Linked DNA regions of Mus musculus: region 1 is linked to region 2. The links are chromatin contacts, called in public promoter capture Hi-C maps. All regions are on one chromosome and are shown on one strand. The core of a region is the stretch at or near the end of the contact, and the rest is flanking DNA. Distances in the headings are between cores, read along the strand shown. Region 1 overlaps Eef2k (eukaryotic elongation factor-2 kinase). Region 2 holds the start of Lyrm1 (LYR motif containing 1).

Region 1 (6,790 bases), core at 261-2,760, 970 kb before region 2:
GTAAGGCCGTTTGTCATCAACCTTGATAACTGAGTGTGATCTTAGGATCTTCCTTCTACCAACTCCTGCAAGTTGTCCTCTGACTTCTACAAGCATAGCACAGCACATACATTAAATAATAAATAGTTGTAATACTTTTTCAGTCTAGAAAGGTAAGCTCCTAGTGACAGAAAGTAAATTGGTCCTGAGGGCTAGGGGCTGGCTAGACCAGAGATGCAGCTGATGCCTGAGAGGAACAGCTTTCAACAGAGTTAGGTACGGAGATGGACGTGTGATTTTTTTGAATATACTGAAAGCCACTGGATTGTACATTTAAATGGCTAAGTTGAACAGCATGCGGCTTATATTTTCACAAAGTTTTCAGAAAAAAAAAAAGAGAGAGAATAAGAAGGGAGGGGTACCCTTGACAATAAATAGCTGTGCACACTGCAGCAAAGCCTTTCAGCACTCTCTTTGATAAATATGAGTCCCCACAGCAGGGTTGCCATCTCCTTAAACTCCTCCTGTGGCCAGACCCCAGCTCCCCAGCTCCCCTTCCTATGCCAGCAGGACTCTTTTTCAAGTGGCCAGCAGGCTTTCATCTTGTAGGAGACCAAAGCTTTTCTGGTCTCTTTATTATTTTAAGATACAAGAGACTGAACCCAGGCCTCCGGCTTACTAGGAAAACACTCCAGCCATCCAGCCACAGACCAATCCCTTAAGCTTGGTTTTCTGACTGCTTTCCAGAAGCAGGAAACCCAGGCTTACTTTCTATGGTCATGGTCTGAGGCCTGAGGCTGCCAGGGTGGAGTCTCCCAGGCTTTAGGCAGGGACACATCTCTGCCCAGTGAGTCAGCACACTCTGGCTCACCCAGCTCATTCTGGAGTGACTGTATCTTTCCCCCCAAGCTGCTAGAACCACCCTCAGTGCGTTAACAGCATGGATACAATTGAGGATGAGAAGGTGTAGCCAGCAGGTGTGCCCACTCGTGCAGCGGAGCAGTTTGCTGGTGCAATCAGCCATCCCCACACAATTTTTAAAGTTAAGATTCTGCCCAAGGTGCCAGGCATGGTAGCATATGCCTTTAATCCCAGCACTCGGAGAGGCAGAGGCAGGTGGATTTCTGAGTTCGAGGCCAGCCTGGTCTACAAAGTGAGTTCCAGGACAGCCAGGGATATACAGAGAAACCCTGTCTCGAAAAACCAAAAAACAAAACAAGATTCTGCCCAAGCCATTCTATTGCTAGTAAGTACATTCTCTGCACAGGCAAAGCCATATGAACAAGAAAACACTGTCCTCCAGGGAAATGAAATTCAGCTATTAAAGACAATAAGCAAATAAATGAAGCTCTGGGCTGGATCACAGACACTGAAAAAAAAAAAGATACAATTAAAAATGAGTCACAAGATATAGAGAGATACAAATTGCAGTTATTAACAGCAGGACTCGAAAGGGGGATCTCTAGGGAGGGACTACAGTCCCGCCACCTCCCAGGCATGTGACTTCATTTCCATTTACCATCTGGCAAACGGCCAGCTGTCTGGGCTATAGGGATCACCGTGTACATTGTACTGAGTAAGGCACGTACTGCAGAGCCTGTCCAGACCACAGGCAAGTTACGGAAGTTAGAGTTCATGTCAGCTCCCAAGGGGATATGGGAGGATGGCCTCCAGGGTGGAAACCTGTTTATAATTCTCCATGGGAACAAAGAGAAGAAAATCAGGGTGAGATACGCCCTCACAGACCTGGGCTGAGGGGGGAGGCACACTTTCACTTTTGTTTAAATGATACAGTTTAGGTTGTTTTACTTTGTATATACATTATGCATAGATTATCTAGATCATAACATTTATTTTTTAAGTTTGTATATATAAGGGCTACAGAGACAGCTTAGCAGTTAAGAGCACTGGCTGCTCTTGCAATAGACTGAGGTTTGATTCCCAGTATATACATGTCGGCTCAAAACTCCAGTTCTTTGGAATCCCACACCCACTTCTAGCCTCCAAGGACAACAGTGATGCACACACACATGCACGTAACACACACATGCAGGTAACACACCCATACAGGTGAAATAAAAAAAATTCTAAAAGTTTACATGTGTGAATTTGCAATACATAAAATACATTTGCTTACATTTATATATATACAAAGACTTTGTGACTATATTTGCATATATTTAAAGTGTGTGTGTGTTATTTTTGCAGTAAGGAGGAACAAAGTCACTGACATTTTTCTCAAAGGGCTGGGCTTGCTGTTTAATGGTAGTACACTGGCCTAGAATGTAACCGTCTCTGAGTTTCAATCCCTAGCACTTTGAGAAAAAAAGTCCTTTCAAAAGGACTGAATTGGTGTTGGCGAGACAGCTAAATGGGTGAGGTCACACTTGTGACACAAACACGGCAACCCCACTGGATTCCTGGATCTTGAAGGTGGAAGAAGAGGACCCACTGCAGAAAGTTGTCCTCTGATCTCCACACAAGTGCCAGGGCACAAACACATATGCATATATACACAGTAATTGAATAAATATGTAAATGTAAAGTAATAAAATAAATATAATGTGTAATGGGGGAGGGGAGAAGAAAATGTAGAAGGGGGCCCAGTGTGGTGGCACACACTTATAGTCCGAGCACTAGGGAGGGATTCTGTACAAGAGCTCCAGGCCAGTCAGGGAGAGTTTGGAGGCCACCCTGAACTACAAGAGACCCTCTCTTACATTGCCGAAGGGTCGTGCCTTTACTCCCAGCATTTAGAGGCAGAGGCACAGTCAGTTTCTGAGTTCAAGGCCAGTCTGGTCTACATAGCAAGTTCTAGGACTGTCTGGGACACACAGAGATACCCTGTCTAGACACACACACATACACACACACACACACACACACACACACACACACACACACACCCCTCCACAAAAAAAGCCCAAACCAGTGTGGGGAGGTTGGGGAATAAATAGATTTGGGAGGATAGCAGGAGGAACAGAAGTAAATTAAATCAAAATTCTTGAAATACATAAGATTCTCAAAGAATAGATGCTTCGTATTAAAAACTGTCTGAACTAAAACCAACCAAACCAGAAAATGCAGAACTCTGTCCAAGGCGTAGAAAAGAAAAGTCACCCATATGATCCTGCCCTAAAGCAATCTTTCGCAGTGAAACTCTTCCTTAATCAATCAATCTCGAACTCCTGCCCCTCCCCCTCTAAACACTTACATAACTAAATCCTGGGGCTAGGGCCGAGTCTCTCACAGATAAACCTCCTCTGAGGGAAAGCTGGTATCTCCTGAGAGGCCTTCTGAGGGATTCTGCCCCATCCCTTGGGAACAGGGGCACTGACAGAATCTGACATTTCACATTGCACACTCAGTACCTGCTAGGGCCTATTTCTTGAAGGAAGGCCAGATGGCCATTTTGGTTCAACAGCTCAGGTTACCATGCCAATAGTAAATAAATTAAAGAAAAAAAAACACCATATTAAGTGCCAAGGGAAATGAGGTTGGAAACTAAGCTATAGTCTTTCCCTGAACCTGCTCTGGTGGCAACATTCCGTGAGCAACGAAGATTTAATCCACCCTGTGCCTGGTTCAAACTTTTACCAAGCGCTTCTTATCTACAAGTTAAAGGAATGGTGGAGCCATCAAATAGCCCCATCCTGCAGTAAGGAGCTGGCTCATGGAGTAACGCTGAGCACGACAGATGCTTGAGGAGTCTGCCGAGAGCCCAAGGGAACACAGAGGGGGCTCTGCAGAGCTTAAGACTGGAGGTTTCACTGACCGAGGGCCTCAGTTAGAAGTTTTAGGCCTCCCTAATGCTTCGACCCTTTAGTAAAATTCCTCATGCTGTGGTGACCCCCAACCATAAAATTATTTTCGTTGCTCCTTCATAACTGTAATGTTGCTACTGTTAGGATTCGTAAATATCCGACATGCAGGATATCTGATATAGCATTCCCCCCACCCCACCCCACCCCCGCAAGGGGTTTTGACCCACAGGTTGAGAACAGGGGTTTTAGGCAGGGACATGCAAAGGGAAGCCTATTCTAGGAGCTTTTGCGGTATGTGGTGGGGTAAACTGAATCCAGATGTTGCTCCCAGATTCTGAACTCAACCTTGAAGAACTGAGGAGTTCCAAGGAGAAGTTATTTGGGGATCTGTTTCTGAGGGGAGGAGATGTGACCTGGTGATACTGCACACGTTTTTCTTAAACTTTATGGGAGCTGGGGACACAACTCAGTGGTCGAGTGCTTCCTAAGCCAAGCGAGAGGTTCTGTCCTGGAGAGAGAGGAGACCATTTAAAGAGATATACTCCCTCGTCATGTTATCAAAACAATGAACTCCAAAGAATTAAAATTTCCCCAGGAATCCCATGCTGGGAAAAGGGGAAGGCTAAAATCTCAGGTGCCAGCCAGAGCAGAGGTGTCCCTCCCAGGAAGAGATTTCACAGGGCTCTGACAACAGACCAGCTTGCAGACACACGAGAGCCAAGACACATTGGGTCAGTGACCTTTGACTTCTGACCTTCTATTTAAACCTAAACCTCATGTGCCAGAGCCCCAGAGACAGACTTAGGGGTCATTGGATCTCTTATTTGTTCCCCTGCACAGGGTGGCTGCACCGAATAACCCCCTGTCTTTCATTGCTGAATTAAAGAAGGGTGGTAACTTAGCCTAACTTGTTGAGCTTAGGGGGTGGGGGAGTGTTAGGGATGAAAACCAGGTTTATGCCTGGCTAGGAAGGCATCCGTCCTCTGAGCCACATCCCTAGGACCTGAAATATTCATAGATACTGTTTTTTAAGACAGTTACATAATAATGCCACTCACTTTAATGTCACTCTCTGTTAGAGCCATGATGTGTCACTTAAAGAGGCCCCTCTGCCTGGGCTTTGGTGCTGTTTGCACACTGAGCCCTTCTAGCTGTCTCTGGAGATGGAAGCTGAGACAAGGGAGACTTGAGGTGGAGTGCTGAGCCACTGGGAGTGTAGCAAAGCTGCCTTGGGATGGGACGCAAGATAAAGTGGAACCTGCCCGCCCTTCAGGGGCCCCACAAACCCAGAGGAGCCTGAGTTATTTCTGGAGCTATGTGCTGAAGAGCTGGGTTAACCTAGAACTCTAGCCCTGAGAAGGAAAAACAAAAACCAAACAACAACAAACTACCCAATATCTGTAAGAACTAAAATTACAAATTTTCTAAAAAGACAAACAAATTCTGAAAACAACAACAACACAAATTCTGAAGTCACAGGATGGTTTTCAATGCACATCTCAATGTAGTAACAGTATCTTGCTTCTAATGGTATTCCCTGTGTACAATGACCAAATTAAACAAGGATAGCAGCACTATGTTTTATTTTTTTTATTTATTATTATACAGATTTTGAGGCAAGATAGAAACTATGGGCTGTGGGAAGGGAAAGGAGCGCTCACCCAAGGAGCCGTTAAAATAAAACTTCTAGTCAGCTGAGAGCCAGGAACCTCCCCCAATAACGAACATTTCCTGTACAAGCTGCCTAGACAGAGTTAATTTCCCTTTCATAGACAGAGATCTTATACTAACAACGTCCCAGGCTTAGACCTGAATGCACAGGATCTTGGGTAGAGAGCTTCTATTCCTCCCCCCCACCCCCAACCATCTCCCTGAAGATCTCCAACAAAACTGCTTACAATGAAGATAGAGGTCTTGCCTTCTATACCCCTGTGATGGACTTTTACAGAATCAACTGTAACCCTGCAGGCCAGGAAACACCCAGTGATCTCATTTACATTTCTAAGCGACCTTTCAAACCTCACCTAAACCCAACAAATGACTGTTGTAAAAAAAAAACAAAACCAATAAATATAGAGAGCTGAGCAGCAGGTGCCTGCAGCAGGACTGTACCTCATCTCTCATAGCAGCTGGTGCCTAAGGCTGGGCATGCGCCTCCATCTGTCTGTCTGTCCACTCGAGAAGCCCACCCACACTCAAGCTCTTAGCCGAGTCTTATCTTTCCTTCTGAGCCCCTCTCTTTCTTTGCACCCTGATGGTGAAGCCTATAGTAAATCATCTTTATCATGGCTGGAAACGCGAGTCCCAGCATCCATGTCAAAAGCCATGCAGGCATGGCAGCCGCCTGTAATCCCAGATCTTAGGGGATCCTCAGGGCAACCTAGTTAGCCAGAAGCAGTAGAATTCATAGAGACCCTGCCTCTATAAACAAAACGGATAGTGATGGAAAAAGACATCTAATGTCTTTTTACACACAACACACCCCTAGTCACACAATCACACACATAAACATGTATACTGCACACATATATGCAAAACAAAAGGACCAAAAAACCCTCAAACCTTTATTAAAAGCCCCAACCCTGCTGGGCATGGTGGTGGTGCCCACCTTTGAGCCCAGCACTGGGAAGGCAGAGGCAGACTGATCTCAGTGAGTTTGAGGCCAGCCTAGTCTATATAGCAAATTGCAGACCAGCCAGAGCTACATGGTGAGACCCTTTCTAAAAGCAAAGACCAAAACCAATCCTGCTTCATAAACTGGCTAATCCTGAAATTCTTCTCTGTGTTGAAGCCATGAATCAGGAGATAAGTTCTCTAAGGGTCTAGGGGATTCCTCTGACTCAGGGTGACAGGGGAGAATTGCTTCCTGAGTCTGTTCCTGAAAACACGGACAAGATCCAAGGCAGAGAACTTCCAAAGTGGGTTTGTATCAGTCAACAGATTTAGGAGAGGGTGGCTGATTAATGCAAAGGACTTTTGTGTGTGCTGGGAATGGAACCCGGGACTTGTACGAGCCAAGCGCGTAGTCTAGCTCCAGTAATTACGCA
Region 2 (6,713 bases), core at 3,706-6,205:
ACCATTTTTTGTTTTTCTCTTGAAAACTAATCATTTTGGGGACTAAGATACATTGAATCCAATGATCTAGCTTTAAAACCAATCCAGAAAACTATAATTTAATGCACTTGTCATTTGGGGAAACAAGATGCTGGTTTGCTTCGTTTGAGACAGGACCTTTTATGTAGTGCTGGCTGTCCTGGAACTTGCTATTTAGACCAGGATAGCCTCAAACTCAAAACTCAAAGAGATTCTCCTGCATCTGCCTGCCTCCCAAGTGTTGGGATCAAAGGTAAGATGCCACTCCCAGCCTTGAAATGATTTTGATAATGCACAAATAATCATGTTCACTGGGCTCAGCCTGTGGCTCAGTTTCTCAGAGTGCCGAGAGTTTCTTCTTTGGCAGCCCTAGGAATTAAACAAACAAGGCATACACTTCAACAATGAACAATATCCCCTACTCATCCTTTTCCTTTTCATTTTGAGATAGGGTCTCATGAAGTTGGCTCAAAGTGGCTTTGAACTTACTCTATTATCCAAGAAGAGCCTTGAACTTTTGATCCTCAGGAGCAGCTGGGATTACAGGTTTGTACCATGAAGCTTCACTCCTAATTCAGGTTCTTAAAAGGTAATATGCAGCCACAGAACAGTTTTCAGAGTTGTAAGGATTATTCATGAGATATTTCATTAAAATACTGAGCACTAGGAAGTAAAGGTGTACTTTACCTGAAAAGGAGGAAATGAGAATAGTGAGCCTTTTATCTATGGTTATCTTTGTCTGCAGAGAATGGAAAAGTATGTAGCCTGTGGTTGAGGTTGTTGCTTTGTGGTAGTAATGGATTTTCCTAAAGCTATTTCCCTCTGATCATTACTAATCCCTGTACAGTAAAGGGCTATTGTTCTTCAGTATAAGTAAATAACCCTGCTGGAGACACTGCTTATCTTCAGACCACAATGCATGCTTCTTACTGGAAATGTTAACACAGGTGCCAGCACTGAAGCACGACAAAGCTTTCCTTCCTATGTCTCGTGTCTCTTCTTTATCTCTCGCTAACTCTATACTATTGGTGCTCTTTTCTCCTAGAGCTATTCTATCTAGTCCCTGCTTTTTGTCAGACACTGGCTGGTACTCTAAATGATTTTATTGTCACAACAACTGAACAATCTTCAAGTGAAACTGTGCCCTACAGATTCCTGGTCTCTTAGTTTCCATTCCCTAGACACACACACACACACACACACACACACACACACACACACACAATTTCCTGTCCTAGATTTTTCTGGTTATTAGAATCTGAAGAGGGAAGTAGTACCACAGTTGTGCAATTCTCAGGATACACTCATTCAGTATATTTCATACCACAATGATTCTCTGAAACAGCATTTGTTTTATGCCAAAAAAAGACCAAAAAAGCCCAAAACCCAAAAAACCCCAACTTAAACCAAAAAACCCAAGAATGAAAGATGGACCCAGGAAAAGATTCTGAAACATGGGATGTTTCATCAGAACAAAGGGGCAATCTAAAACACCAATACTAGAAAGATTTCTAAAGTAACTATTCAAAGCAAAGCAATAGGAGGCAAACACGTATCCTAAACATAGATGCTCCTTAACTTGCAGACAGTGCTAGGTTGTGATAGTCTCCTAAACTAAAATCATCTTAAATGGAAAATGTATTTAACACAGTTAATCCATTCAATATCACTGCCTAGCAGCACAGTACACTTACTGTAAAGTCTTGGTTCTATTTGTTTGTTTGTCTTTTGAGACAGGGTCTCACTATTTAGCTTTTGGCTGCCCTGAAACTTTGAATACAACTTACAGAAATCCTCTTGCCTACAAAAGTTAGCCAGAGATGCTCAAAACCAGTTATCCAAAGTCAGGTGTGTGACAGATATAAGGGAGAAACTGGGAACAAGCCAATGGTAGAGACGACAATTCTCCAGCAAGAATCTTCGCCCCTTCAGAGCAAGTAGGAAAGTCAGAGAGCCCACACACTAAATTCCTCCTTTGTGACATCTTGTAAGAAACTAGATTAGAAAGTTGCACAAAGTCTTAGGTGGACATTGGGTGTGTCCTGCCACACCTTTATTCCCAGCTCTGGGGAGTTCAAGGCCAGATTTTTACAGATCAAATTCTAGGACAGTCATGGCTACAAAGAGAAACACTTTTGTTTCAGAAGAACAAAAACAAACAAGGTTTTGGTGACAACACTGGTCACAGCTGGAGATCTCTTGCATTTGACTTTACAGCCAACTATTTGAAAGACAACAGCATTTTGCACCAGGGACCTGTTTTTAGAACATTCTCCAAGGACTCTCTAGTTACCAACTGAGGAATTTTATTTATCAGTCCAAATGGCTCCTCACTAGCCTGTCCCAAGAGCAGAAACAATGATTGTCTGGCTTTACGAGTGAGGAATGATTGGCACTCAGAGAGGCCTTAATTTTTTTTTTTTCAGTGTTTCAATCCAACATTGAACAAAAGAACAGTTTATGGTAAAACTCTTCTGTCTGATTTACCCAACAGGGCAGAGACCAGCCACATGCAGCTACTGAACATCTGGAATATGTGTCTAAGAACTGTTATTTAAACTTAGTCACATGTGTTAAGTAGCTACATACAGACAGCAAGGTTCTCAGGTCAATTACAAATCAAATGTCAGCTTGGGAGTGGGTGTGAGGGGAGATGCTTATGGCTCACTTGGGGCATAAGCCACAAACAAAGGATAAGCAACTCTGCAGTTTCAGCTGTGTAGGATTCTAGGAACCTCAGACTGGTGTTGCCAGACTGTCCGATTTTCCTAATGAAGCCAAAAATCTGGATTCTGATGTTCAATTTTTAAAAACTGGCAAGCATAGTCTAAGAAAGAAGAATTTAAATCATGCTGCGGGCTGAACACTATGCTTGCAGGCATTATCTGTCTTGCCAGCTTGCAACTTTTAATCTAGGCCAACCCTATCAATTCGAAGAACAGGACCTTTTCCAAGGCCACCCAGCAGATCCAAGAATGAAACCCAGCCCTTCAGATACCCTTTTCATTGAGATTCACTATGTGAGTGGCATCGGTAGCAGCAGGGACAAAACTCCTTTTGTAAGAATTCCAAGGCTGAGATGGGTGTGGTCGTGCACACCTTTTAATTCCAGCCCTCCAGACAGGGAGGCAGAGACAGGTGGATCTCTTGAGTTTGAGGCTAGCTCGGTCTATAACACATGAGAAAGAAAACATGCACAATCACACAACAAACCAAACAAGAATTCCAGGGCTGGTATCGTATAAGGTGTTCCTACGAAGATATGACAAAATAGATCCCAATGGGCTCATGTAAACCAACATTTATCAAGGAAATCAGGAGTGCACACACATTCTTGTACACCAAGTCCAAAAGCTTTGACAGCTGGGAGAGCAGGAAGAGATTTGAGGCCCTCAAAAGGTGACTCTCACTGATTGTGAGGGTGGATACTATTGTTTAACGATATTAAGGGGGACTCCTTATTTTTGAGGTGTTCTTATTGAGCTTCCTACTGGCTTGTACCCTTCTTGGTGGTCTCTAAATGTGAGATCTAAAGAATTTGGGGCTCTTTCTCATCTACTACCTATTCCAGGGTCTAGGAATAAACCCCACATTTATTATCTCCAACCATGACTTGTCTTCCAGCTTGTCCGTCTCATTTCTGGACATCTTCATGGGCTGTAAAATGACTCTGGACATACGTTCCAGAGAGCATAGGAGATTCCTTCCCAAACTGTTTTCTCTAGAGAAACATCTTTGGTTTCACATTCTCCCATACATTTCGTATCCAGTTCAGCATTCAGTCTGGAATGCTCAAGCTCCCAAATACATTATGAATCAATTCTCTTAATTTCCATGTTTCCACCACTGTCATCTCTCATGGCCTTAGCAACAGCCCTTTAACTACCTTCTTTTATCCAGCAGCAATTTTTTTAAATGTAAATTAAGGTTTGGTCATTCATTACACTTCAGGGAAGTAATACAAAGGCCAAAACCTTGCTATTTCTGCAACTCCAAGACTTCTTTCTCGTCTGCCTTTTGTTTAAAATGTTACCCACAAGGCAGTTCCTTCTCCCATTCTCTTTTCCTCTTAAACCTGGAAGAGGCCTTCTCACCACACCATTCAGCTTCTGGGGCAGCTGCTATTCTCTGCATTCATTTACTTATTAATGAAAAGTTCAGAAACAAGACTTCCTTCATTTTGTCATTTGCTCATCTTAGTAATGAAACTAGCCTTCATCATCACCTGAAGTCTGATTCCTACATCCGGGATCGTTTGGGTGGCCTTTCTCAAGGCCAGCACCTCTCCAGCCTCCTACAACTGCCCCGTCGCCTTCCATTTATAATCGAAAAGTCTGAAGGGTCCCAGGCAGGATCTCTCCCACGTGCCAGTTCCCTTAGGCAGGTCTCCCGAGGCCAGCAGCGATGACACCAGTCGCCCTCGCGAGGCTGGGGTCATACAGGCGCGTCTCCTAGCAACCCCACACCGGCATCTCATCCCTGGCCCTGGGAAGCCAACCCCTTTCCCCAGTCCCCCGCGACTGGAGCCGGCGTCTCCATCCTTACACTCACTCAGCGTCACTCCTGCTTTTCCCCACCCACAGGAGCCGGCTGGGAAGAGGCGGTGCCAGGAGCTCTGCCGAGCCTTGGCCACACCGGGCTGTATCCAGCAGGTCCAGTAGGCCAGGCCGGGCCAAACCACCGGGCGGACCGCTGTGTTAGCATGAGGCCCAGGTTAGAGGTCGTCTCAAACCTCCTGAAACTTCCAGATTTAGCCGACTCCCCGCCGCACTCAACAACTGAGCTAACCTCCCTCTCCTCCAGCCTTCCCTTTCACCCTTTCGTTATCCCCTTGCCCCATTTCTAGTCAGAAAATGGCCTGGCCCAGCTCCTAGCCCACCCTCCGCCGCTCCCCGCCTTGCCCTTACTTGGAGACGGCTTCGGACGTCCTCGCGTACGTCGTGACGTCACCCTCCTCGTTCCTGTCCCCGCCCCTCTCCCATTCTCTCCCTCCTCGAGCCAGCGGCCGGCGGGGTTACCGGAAGTGATGATGCAGGAGGCAATGGAGGGGGCGGGGCTTCGGGGCGGCCGCCGCCGGTGGGCTGCAGATGAGGAGGAGGCGGCGGCCGCGGTGGCAGAAAAGGCGGCGGCGGCGGGGGTAGGGAGCCTGGAAACGCAAGCGGGGATGGTAGGTAGTTTGGACCCGCCGGGCCGCCGTCGTTTCCAGAAAGGGTTTGACTGGAGGAACCTCTGGAGCAGCTGTGAGTTTGGAGGGGGGGAGTTGAGGAAAAGGGGGGAGCGTTGAGAGATGAAGGGGCGGGGGTTCGGTTCCTTCGAGAAAGGGGGTGGTGGTGGAAAGGGAGGAGTGCATATCAGCGCCTTGTCTGGACTGGTCCCTCTGGAAGAAGAGGCTGTGAGGGGAGCCTGTGGCTTGTCAAGCGCAAGGCTCCGAAAACTTACCTACTGTCCCTGCCTGTCCATCGCCAGCACCCCTCAATCCCGGGCCTGGGGACCTGGGGCTGTAGATCCCCGGGGAGGGTCTGCAGACTCTGAGCTGAAAGTCCAGGGTAAGAGCCGTGAGGTAGGAGCCCAAGGGGGAGGTGGTGGGTGAATCTGCAGCTCCCTCCCTGATTTTTCTCCCCACCCCCATCCTTTTCTGTAATCGTTAACAGCTCTGGAATTAAGGGGCTCAGACCTGAAGGCCTTTCAGTGCACCTTTGCTATAAACGATAACCATCTGTGCCTGAGGTAATGGGGCTGGAGGGTTTGCCTATATCCTGTTTAGGAAGTGGGACGGGATGACAAATGTATTGTTTTTTCCATCCCCATCTCTTATCTCCCCTCATACACACCTCTGTTTCATACTTTAATTCTCTGTGGTTAAGTGGCAGTCGTGGACACCCTCTCCCCTTTGTGGCACTTAGTACCTCAGCTACCTCTTTTGAATTTGGTGTTCAGCCTCTATCCCAGCTCCTAACTGCAAGCTTTGTAGTACTTCAGTTATGGTCTGTGTCACATTGGGGAGTACCTCACAACGCCGCCTGGCTCCCGATTATAATGAACATTTTCTTTTATGAATACTAGAATTCCAGAGCTCTTCCAAGGCATCATAAGTGGCTTCATAGCCCAGGAATCAAGGTCTCTCGCTCTAAATACTTTATATGTGAGGAATTTACATGTTGTCAACTCTTTCCAAAAATGATTTGATGTTAGGCTAATTCTGGATTTCTGTGTTTCTCTCCACCCACACTTCATGATGCACTTCAGAGAACAGAAAACCCTATATTACTGTTTTTGTTTCTACAGTTGGACAATAGCTCTTTTATGCCTGTCTCGATTTGTATGTCTTACAATCAGCTTGATTTTTTTATCTTATTTAGCCGATGCCTTGTGTATAGGTGGTCGTAGAAGAGACAGTGTGATATGTGCTTATGCTTTTAGCAAAACACAGTGCATAATGGGTATAGAAATGTCTGAAAAAAAAGAAAGACTGATTGGAAAGAACTCTCTCATATTGTTTAAAAAACAAACAAACAAACAAACACCCCATCATGAGTAAGTAGTGCCTCTTCTAGGCTGTCAGAGATTCCAGAGTGAAGTGTTAATGAATCTTGTTTTGGTGTTGATACATTTTAAAAGAAGAAATTCTCTGTTAATTATGGAACTGTCTTTTAAGAAACTTTATGCGTTAAGAAAGAGTGCGAGATTTTAGGGGT

The links. Promoter capture Hi-C pulls out the DNA fragments that hold promoters and counts their contacts.
Region 1: a contact with region 2 is called in a promoter capture Hi-C map of pre-B cells. The contact joins the enhancer-like site here to the promoter of Lyrm1 in region 2. A contact is called at or near these places in 3 of 39 promoter capture datasets (the 3T3-L1 cell line, cranial neural crest and pre-B cells) and 1 of 115 datasets of contacts at active chromatin or transcription factors (bone marrow-derived macrophages).

The regions. Positions count from the first base shown.
Region 1 is chr7:120,860,066-120,866,855 of GRCm38.p6, reverse strand. The region is part of intron 2 of Eef2k (eukaryotic elongation factor-2 kinase); the gene reads right to left. The region is part of intron 2 of Gm15774 (a long non-coding RNA gene); the gene reads left to right. Among named protein-coding and RNA genes, the nearest start is that of Gm15774, 17 kb to the left of the region's middle. Within about 2 kb of position 1,510, at least 232 of the 459 cell types and tissues checked have an H3K27ac peak or open chromatin away from gene starts, as enhancers often do. A contact at or near this core is called in bone marrow-derived macrophages and pre-B cells, where this site is marked.
Region 2 is chr7:119,894,103-119,900,815 of GRCm38.p6, reverse strand. It overlaps Lyrm1 (LYR motif containing 1), which reads right to left and starts at 4,955. Exons shown (of 4, transcript NM_001285959.1): 1 at 4,926-4,955. It overlaps Dcun1d3 (DCN1, defective in cullin neddylation 1, domain containing 3 (S. cerevisiae)), which reads left to right and starts at 5,071. Exons shown (of 3, transcript NM_001163703.1): 1 at 5,071-5,258.